2 separate regions of the Sus scrofa genome follow, and region 1 is linked to region 2. The links are chromatin contacts, called in public Hi-C maps. All regions are on one chromosome and are shown on one strand. The core of a region is the stretch at or near the end of the contact, and the rest is flanking DNA. Distances in the headings are between cores, read along the strand shown.

Region 1 (3,972 bases), core at 804-3,303, 49 kb after region 2:
TCACACTCCAGCAGCTCACAGGGTCAGGAGGTGGGGTCCCCAGCCTCCCTGCTCTCTGCTCCTCCAGCCATTTCCACACCCTGTCCCCTCCACGCTCCAAGGCTTACCCCAGACCTCAGCCCACGCCCACCTCCCTCCCGGTCACACCCCCATATACACTGAAGACTTTGTCTTTTTTTTTGCCTTCTCTAGGGCTGCTCCCGCGGCATATGGAGGTTCCCAGGCTAGGGGTCCAATCGGAGCTGCAGCTCCCGGCCTTTGCCACAGCCACAGAGGATCCAAGCCGAGTCTGCAACCTACACCGCAGCTCATGGCAACATCAGATCCTTAACCCGCTGAGTGAGGCCAGGGATCGAACCCAAAACCTCATGGTTCCTAGTCGGATTCATTTCCACTGCACCACGACGGGAACTCCTACACTGAAGACTCTGGCAATGGGCTCACAGCCTTCTCTCCACTGGATTGCCGCCACCACCTGCGGTGGCCTTTGGGGTTGATCCATCCCACGCCTTGGGATCTCTGTCCCTTCACTTCATCTCCAAATACCATTTCAGCCGTGGCTTCTCATGGGCAGAACCTCCTCCTGATGCCTGGAACCCAACACTGTACCCCCGGGCGAACTCTCCCAAGCTTCTGGCCCATTCATCCAGTTACTCCCATCACGTTAAGGCTTATTCCTCAGCAAGGCCTCAAATTTGCTCACTTTTCCCGTCTCCCAGCCTCTTCTGGCTTCATGTCACGCACCCCTATCCGGCTTGAACGGCACGCTCTTCAATCACTGTCTTTCGAAGCCCCAGCCTGGATGGGTCCTACAGCCTTTTTCTGTGCAGACCTCACAATGGAGAAAAGCACACGGCCAAGGAGAGGGGGGCCTCCAGGTCAACAGCCACGCGTCTCACCTGCATCCTCTACAGGGACAACTTCTCTGTCACAGCACCACTGAGCCCACCCTGGGGAGCTCAGCGCTCCTCCGACCTAACCCTAATCCATTCTCTCCGGCTCCTCTGCGGTCTTGAGTCACATCTCCTGCCCTCTGCCCCCTGGATGGACGGCCTCTCCCCCGACCCTGAAACTTTTAGGATCATCTAAATAAGTGAAAGTGCTTCAGTCTCTCTCCTCTAAATAAATAAGCTCTCTCCGGAGCACATCCCCCCTCAGCTGCTGCTTCCTCCCCTTCATAATCAGACACCTACACGCCCTACCTTCTCGAGTTCCCCACCTCCTTACTCTCTGCCCTGCTGCCATCTGGCTCCTGCCTCCACCAGCCGTATAGCTGCTCACACAAGGCCATGGGGTACCATTCAGTGTTGCTCTGACACAGGTGACGGTCCCTCCTCCCCTGTGTTTCTGAGACATCACACCCCTGTTGTCCACCTGTACCGCAGCCCCCTCCTTCCGTGACCCCTGAGGTTGGAGGTGGTCTAAGGCCTCTGATAGGCCTTCTGCTCTCAAGACTTCAACTCCCAGCGAACGCTGATTCCTCACAAATCTACATCTTCAGACATTTCATCGGACTGCCTACTAGACAGTCTTTTTTGCGTAGCTGTTACAGAGGCTGCTCAGGGACAACCTGGCCAGAACCATATTACACTCTCTTCAACTCATCTCTCCTCTACCTCCCTCTTCTGAGCGAATGGCAGCCCCCCTTCCCCATCCTGTTCCAGGGCAGACCTGGAATAATTTAAGATCAATATTTACAGAATGAATAAACGAACCCTTGAGCCTCCCTCCTTCTCCCCAGCCTACCACCAATACTTGTCAATTTTACCTCCTGCTATATCCCTGTGCTTCTTTCTTAATCGAGGCTAGCTGCCCCCTAGGCATCCTCCGAAAGGCTTCCAGGACCCTCAACTCCTGCCAGAGCAGTATTCGTGCCCTCTGTCCCCACGGCCTGTGACTGCCGCCAAGGCACGGACTCAGTGTTGGCCGGCCCTGATGGGTGACACCCCACTGCACTGGGAACTCCATCCCCATAAAGCGCCCACAGCAGGGCACACCGGAGGCGCTCAGCAAGCACTACACGGATGGAGCAAAGTAACAGAGGAGTAATAAGCGAAAGGGCCACGCAGGGGATCCTCCGCGGAGCGCAGCGGACACGCGGTCGCGGGAAGAAGGCCAGAGGTCCCAGCAGCGTTCAAGGCCGCGCAGGGTACACTCCACGTACCCCTCCCGGTTCCACGCTGCGGCCAAGAAGCCCTGCCCCCACCTCACGCGGCTCTCCCGGCGACCAATAGAAAAGGTCCCCGGGCCCCCTCTGGGGGCGCTGCGGGCCCGCGCACGGCTTCTCAGCCAATGGGAACGGCCGGCTTCGTTCTCGCGGCGGGGCGGGGCGGGGCGGGGCGCTGTCCCCGGACCGCGGGGGCGCCGGCGTGTACCCACGGAGTGTTTCTGTACCCACGGAGTGTTTCTGTACCCACAGAGCTTTCCTGCGAGCGTAGCCTCGGCTCCCATCGGGCGCAGCCGACGGATGATGGGGCGTCTGGGTGTCCGGCGCGGCCTGGAGTGGTTGCTGGGCTTCTACTTCCTCTCCCACATCCCCCTCACCCTGCTCGTGGATATGCAGGCATTGCTGCCGCCCGATCTCTACCCCGTCGAGGTGAGGGCGCCGTCGGTCCTGGCCGCCAGTCGCTGAAATTGGGGCCTCTCGGCGCAGTGGTTGCTCCGGCGTCTCCGTGGCCTCCACTGCTGGGGCCTCGCTGTCAGGGTTCCCTCCCGCATTTCTTGGGTCCCGCAGGCACTGCGGCCCTTCCTTACCCTTCGACTCGACTTCTTCCTCGGGGTTTTCTTTGTCTTCCAGCCGCTCTCCCCGAGGCTCCTGGGGGCAGACACTTTGCTCCTTTTAACTACGGTCCCCCTGGGTTTGTTGAGGCTCTCACACCCTAGCTCTGGTCAGTTGTCAATATTTGAGGGAAGTGGCCGAATTAACCAGTGTCTGAATCACACGCTGGATTTGTGTGTGTGATTTTTTGGGGTTTTTTTTTTTTTTTGCTTTTCAGGGCCGCACACCCGGCATATGGAGTTTCCCAGGCTAGGGGTCCGATCGGAGCTGTAGCCGCTGGCCTACAACCACAGCCACAGCAACGCCAGATCTGAGCTGTGTCTGCGACCCACACCACAGCTCATGGCAATGCCAGATCCTTAACCCACTGAGCGAGGCCAGGGATTGAACCTGCATCCTCATGGTTCCTAGTGGGATTCCTTTCTGATGAGCCACAACAGGAACTTCTGGATTTGTTTTAAAGTTGTGTTTCTTGGGAGAGCTGTAAAAATGCAGGCTAATCCCAAAGAAATAATACAAGTAGAATTAGACCCGTTTAAAGGACATTCGCAGACCGTCCTTAGCAACTTCAAAAGCTTTACCCTTTCAAATTGGTCTTTAATTGGGTTTGAGGAAGAATGATCACCTGAGTAGAAATAGGCGGAAGCCCCATTTCCTGGTTGTTGGAGAACATTCTCCATCCCAAACTTTGCTTGAATGCTTTTTATTTCTTCACTTTTATTTTCATGTCTGGACCCTGTAACCTTCTATCACAGAATTCCAGTCCTTGGTTCCCTGCTTTTCCAATCTGTAGAATTGTGAGCAAGGGTGACTTGTCTATCAAAAGACTTGGTTTTGCCACTGATTCTCCCTAAATGCTTTTTCTCTGCAGAGCAGCGGTTCTTAACCTGACAGCCACAAACCTCTAAATGGGTATGCAAAATTGTGTGCAGCTGGTGTTTTCTGTAGCTTCCATCAACTTTTCCAGGGGTCTGACCCTCCCAAAAAGTTACAGACATAGTGTGGTGTGTCTGTAGCTCCAACCCTAAACTGGGAAGATCTCTGACCGACCTTTTCCTGGGAAAAGTGTGGGTTGTGTGTGGCAAGAGCACTGGAACGCAGTCTGGGAACTTGGACCAAGAACCAGTTGAGTGTCTTGGGCAAGTCAGAGCTGTGTAGCTTCAGCTGTCAAGTAAGAGTTGAGTTAAATAACA
Region 2 (3,739 bases), core at 1,179-3,678:
GAGACTCAACTTTTGTTTTCCTTACCCGGTATAAATATATATATATATATTTAATCTATTTTTATTAGAAGTTTTTCTGCTCTTTCTTACATAAAAGAACCCCCAAGCATGCATCTTTCATGTGTGTAAATAATTCATTTCTGGGCTAATTTCAAAAGAACCCCAACATTGCCGTATAGAGAGAGAACTAGCTTGCACATTTTAGGTCTGTGAAATTTTGTGAGACTTTTCCTGCACTGGACAGTAAAATAAATAAAAGACAAAAACAAATTTAAAAAAAAAATTAAGCCACAAAAAAAGGCACATAGGGAATTATGTCAAATGTGTTTGTGTCCTTAGGCAAAGCTGTGGGAGTCTTGAAATGTCACAGTAGTAAATAACTTATTACTTTTTGACAAATTCTTTTTTCTGTTGGAACACTGAATTCTTCTGTGCATATGTATATATGAATACAAATTGAAGGCCTCTACCTCCTGGAGTTATACAACTTGGCTTGTTTACCTCCACATGCTGATGATGACTATTTTTTTTTTTTTTAAGTTCAATGTGGAGACTTGAAACTTGAATGTCCCTTCCAACTTTTATATTAAAAATAAAAAGACAAGAAAATTGAAGATCGTTTTTCACCTGTACAAGGAATACTAATGGATCGTCTTAAAATTGGTCTAGGAAAAAACCTTGGTGTGTGTTATGGACAATTAACTGTTAAAGTTATTGTAAGTTATCTGTATTTAGCAGAGTATTTTCATCTTGAGTGATCTGAGCTGAATTTGAAGACTATTAATAAGTTATGTTTGGAAGTTTTAACTTCAATGAAGTAATTATTTGCTGTGAAAGAAACAAACATTGAATTACTAAACAAAGATGGTGCAATATCTTTGTTTTTTTTTTATGAGGCTCCTGAGAATCAACCCAACTGAAGCATTTCAATTCACTTGAATGAGAAACGTGTTTAGTATCAAAAGAGCCCAAGAAGACACTGGTGTGAAAGGTACAATCTCAGAGGTTGGTCAATTACCGTGGCACACTTACTGGTCACTTTGTACAATGTAGATTTGAAGTACAGTGGTGAAAACATTAAATGTGACATTTGAAAAAGATGTGTCATCTGTTTTATTTCAATTCCTTTTTGTTTTCTCTCAGTACAGCCTGTATCCCGTGTTTGCAAAGTTTTGAGACATTTCCTATTTATATATTTCCATTTCAGACTTTGAGGAAATCAGTTGTGCGTTTTTCAAGATCGCCAAAAACATAATGGTAACTTAGTTAACCAATGTCAAAGATACTGTGATTTAATATATGCAATTTGAAAGTCTTTTTAAATCTTAGAGTCTAATCTGGTGGTTTTCAAACTTTTTTTTTTTTTAAGCACAGAATCCTATTTTCATGTGAATCGAACTCCAATACTGTGGAGTCCATTATATTAAACAAATAAAAGCGGACTCCTGGGTGCAGCAGACTGCTAAGGGGGCTCGATCCCCTCCCCTCCTCTTCCTTTCTGCCTCCTGCTCCAGGCCTCTCAAAGGTACTTCCGCCATGGAAGAAGTCCCAGCGGGGTGGTTGTGTGAGTAAGACCTGACACCAGACTGCCTAAATTCAAAACACATTCTCTGAAGCTGGCTAAAGCAGCATTACTCTTGGGGTTATAGATGGCATGTGTACTCCCACCTCTCCTTTCTTGACTTAGCAAAATGAATGGATTTTTCCTGACATGGGGGGAGCTGACTATTATGCGTTCATACAAATGCTAGTTTATTTTTCCAACAAACTTTTGAAACCCTACAAAGTACCAATAATAACTTATAAGGAAGCCTTGTAAATATAAGTAATGCTTACATGAGAAAACTAGTTTTCATCACAAGAGCGTTATGAATTAATTGCACATATAACACTCTGAAACTAAACTTCTTCCCAGATAAACATTAGAGAAAACTCGTTGACCTGTTCCCACTGGAACCTGCTGAGCTAACCAGGGGATTTGTGCCTTACTTTGTTTTTCCTCTATGGTAAGTCATTTTAAATACTACTTTTATATTAAAATATATTAAAGAATAGAATGCATAATTTGCATGTATTTTTAAACTAAGGCAGCTTTTGAGGGGCTGTTCTCTATTATGCTTTAGTAATGTATGGACAGCCCAGTAGTAAATGGACACATTTAGAGTCTTCTCCGCAGTATTTGCCTCGCCGCTTCTCTGTCCTTGGTCTTCCCTGGTCTTTCTTTGGCTTTTGAAACTACTGTCCTCTCCCTTTTGAAGGGACCACAGCTCTCCCTTACAGGTTCCTTGCTCTGCTTAATCCTCACATGTTTCTGTTCTCTGGGCTAGAGATCGATCCTGGATTTTCATCCTGCTCTAAAGCCAAGGGTTCTCCACTTGGCCACATGGTAGAATCACCTGGAGAACTTTCAGAAATTTCTATGCCAAGGCCACACCCCAGAATCTCTGGAAGCAAAGTCAGGCATTAATTCCATGTTGTGGTTTTGTTTGTTTGTTAAGTTCTCCAGTTGATTCCAAAGTGCGGCCAAGGTCCACTGCTGGACATGCTTGTGGCCTCATCCACCTTTGGCCTCTTTCGCTGTGAGAGAATAACCCCAAATCTCTTACTTATACCCTGATTTTTTATACTAGATATGTTAGAACTTTCCACTAGGTATCTCATGGGTACCTCAGCCATGCCAAAAATGAAATTAATGTGTTACCCCCCGTTTTATTATTATGAAATCATTCTCACTTCCCACTAGCTCTTTTTTTCTCCTTCCAAAATGGTTGGGGCTTAATCAGCTAGCGCCATCCTTAGCTTTTCATGAGGAGTTGCAAATGTGCTTGGAGTTAAGGGGGCAGAGCTGTGCACTGAACTGGGCCTCCTCTCTTCACATTTGGTTAGGACCAGTCCCAAGGTGGTGCTCCTGACAGCACAGCACAGGCTTTTCTTTTTTGGCAGGTGAGATGAAAGAGAATGACTGTAGTTATGGTGCTGCATCAGCTCCCTACCTCCCATCCCTGGGCTTCACTTCCACTCAGTTACATAAGCCAGAAGTCAGAGTCCTCTTAGCCCCATCTCAGCTCCAGAATTCCTTCACATTTTGCATTCCATTCTTTAATGTACTTTTATCTCAATATTTAAAATAATCTATCATACAGGAAAAACAAAAATTGTCCATTTAATAAGTGCTATTCAATCTTGGGTTCTGTTTGTTTTTTGCTTTTTCGGGCCGCACCCTCGGCATATGGAGGTTTCCAAGCTAGGGGTTGAATTGGAGCCACAGCTGCTGGCCTATGTCACAGCCATGCCAGATCCTTAACCCACTGGGTGAGGCCAGGGATCGAACCCACAACCTCATGGTTACTAGTCGGATTCATTTCCACTGTGCCACAATGGGAACTCCCAATCTTGTTTTCCACTTTAGAAATCAGGTCTGAATTGAAAAGACTGACTACTCACCGAATTTAAGATCCAGTCTCTCCTCTCAGGTTTAAAATATTTTGAGAATCAAACACCTAAGTGATAACATTTTTCCCTGTACTTTTAGGTGATTTTTATCAGTGAGTGAATAATGCCCAGACACTTGGAAAAAAGTGGTAAATTACCACATTTTCCGGTTGATGTTGATAGAATTTTTAACAAGCAGATCCTTTTGCCAAGAGGTGTTTATGTTAGACTTCAAAGATCTCTGAAACAGTGGTCAGTCTCCTACTCTCTCAGGAAAATACTCAGTAAAAAAAGATCTTTACATAGT

What was found. Hi-C and Micro-C count contacts between places; a contact is called where the count stands out from the background.
Region 1: a Hi-C map of liver shows a contact between it and region 2, with 1.9 times the contacts expected there. The contact joins the promoter of TMEM97 here to the enhancer-like site in region 2. A contact is called at or near these places in 2 of 5 promoter capture datasets (fetal liver and liver) and 5 of 47 Hi-C or Micro-C datasets (fetal heart ventricle, liver and skeletal muscle).

What each region holds. Positions count from the first base shown.
Region 1 is chr12:44,601,711-44,605,682 of Sscrofa11.1, forward strand. TMEM97 (transmembrane protein 97) reads left to right here and starts at 2,054. Exons shown (of 3, transcript XM_021067476.1): 1 at 2,054-2,596. The coding sequence starts at 2,468.
Region 2 is chr12:44,552,428-44,556,166 of Sscrofa11.1, forward strand. NLK (serine/threonine-protein kinase NLK) reads left to right here. Exons shown (of 11, transcript XM_021067474.1): 11 at 1-1,100. Among named protein-coding and RNA genes, the nearest start is that of TMEM97, 49 kb to the right of the region's middle. Within about 2 kb of position 2,429, at least 1 of the 83 cell types and tissues checked has an H3K27ac peak or open chromatin away from gene starts, as enhancers often do. A contact at or near this core is called in liver, where this site is marked.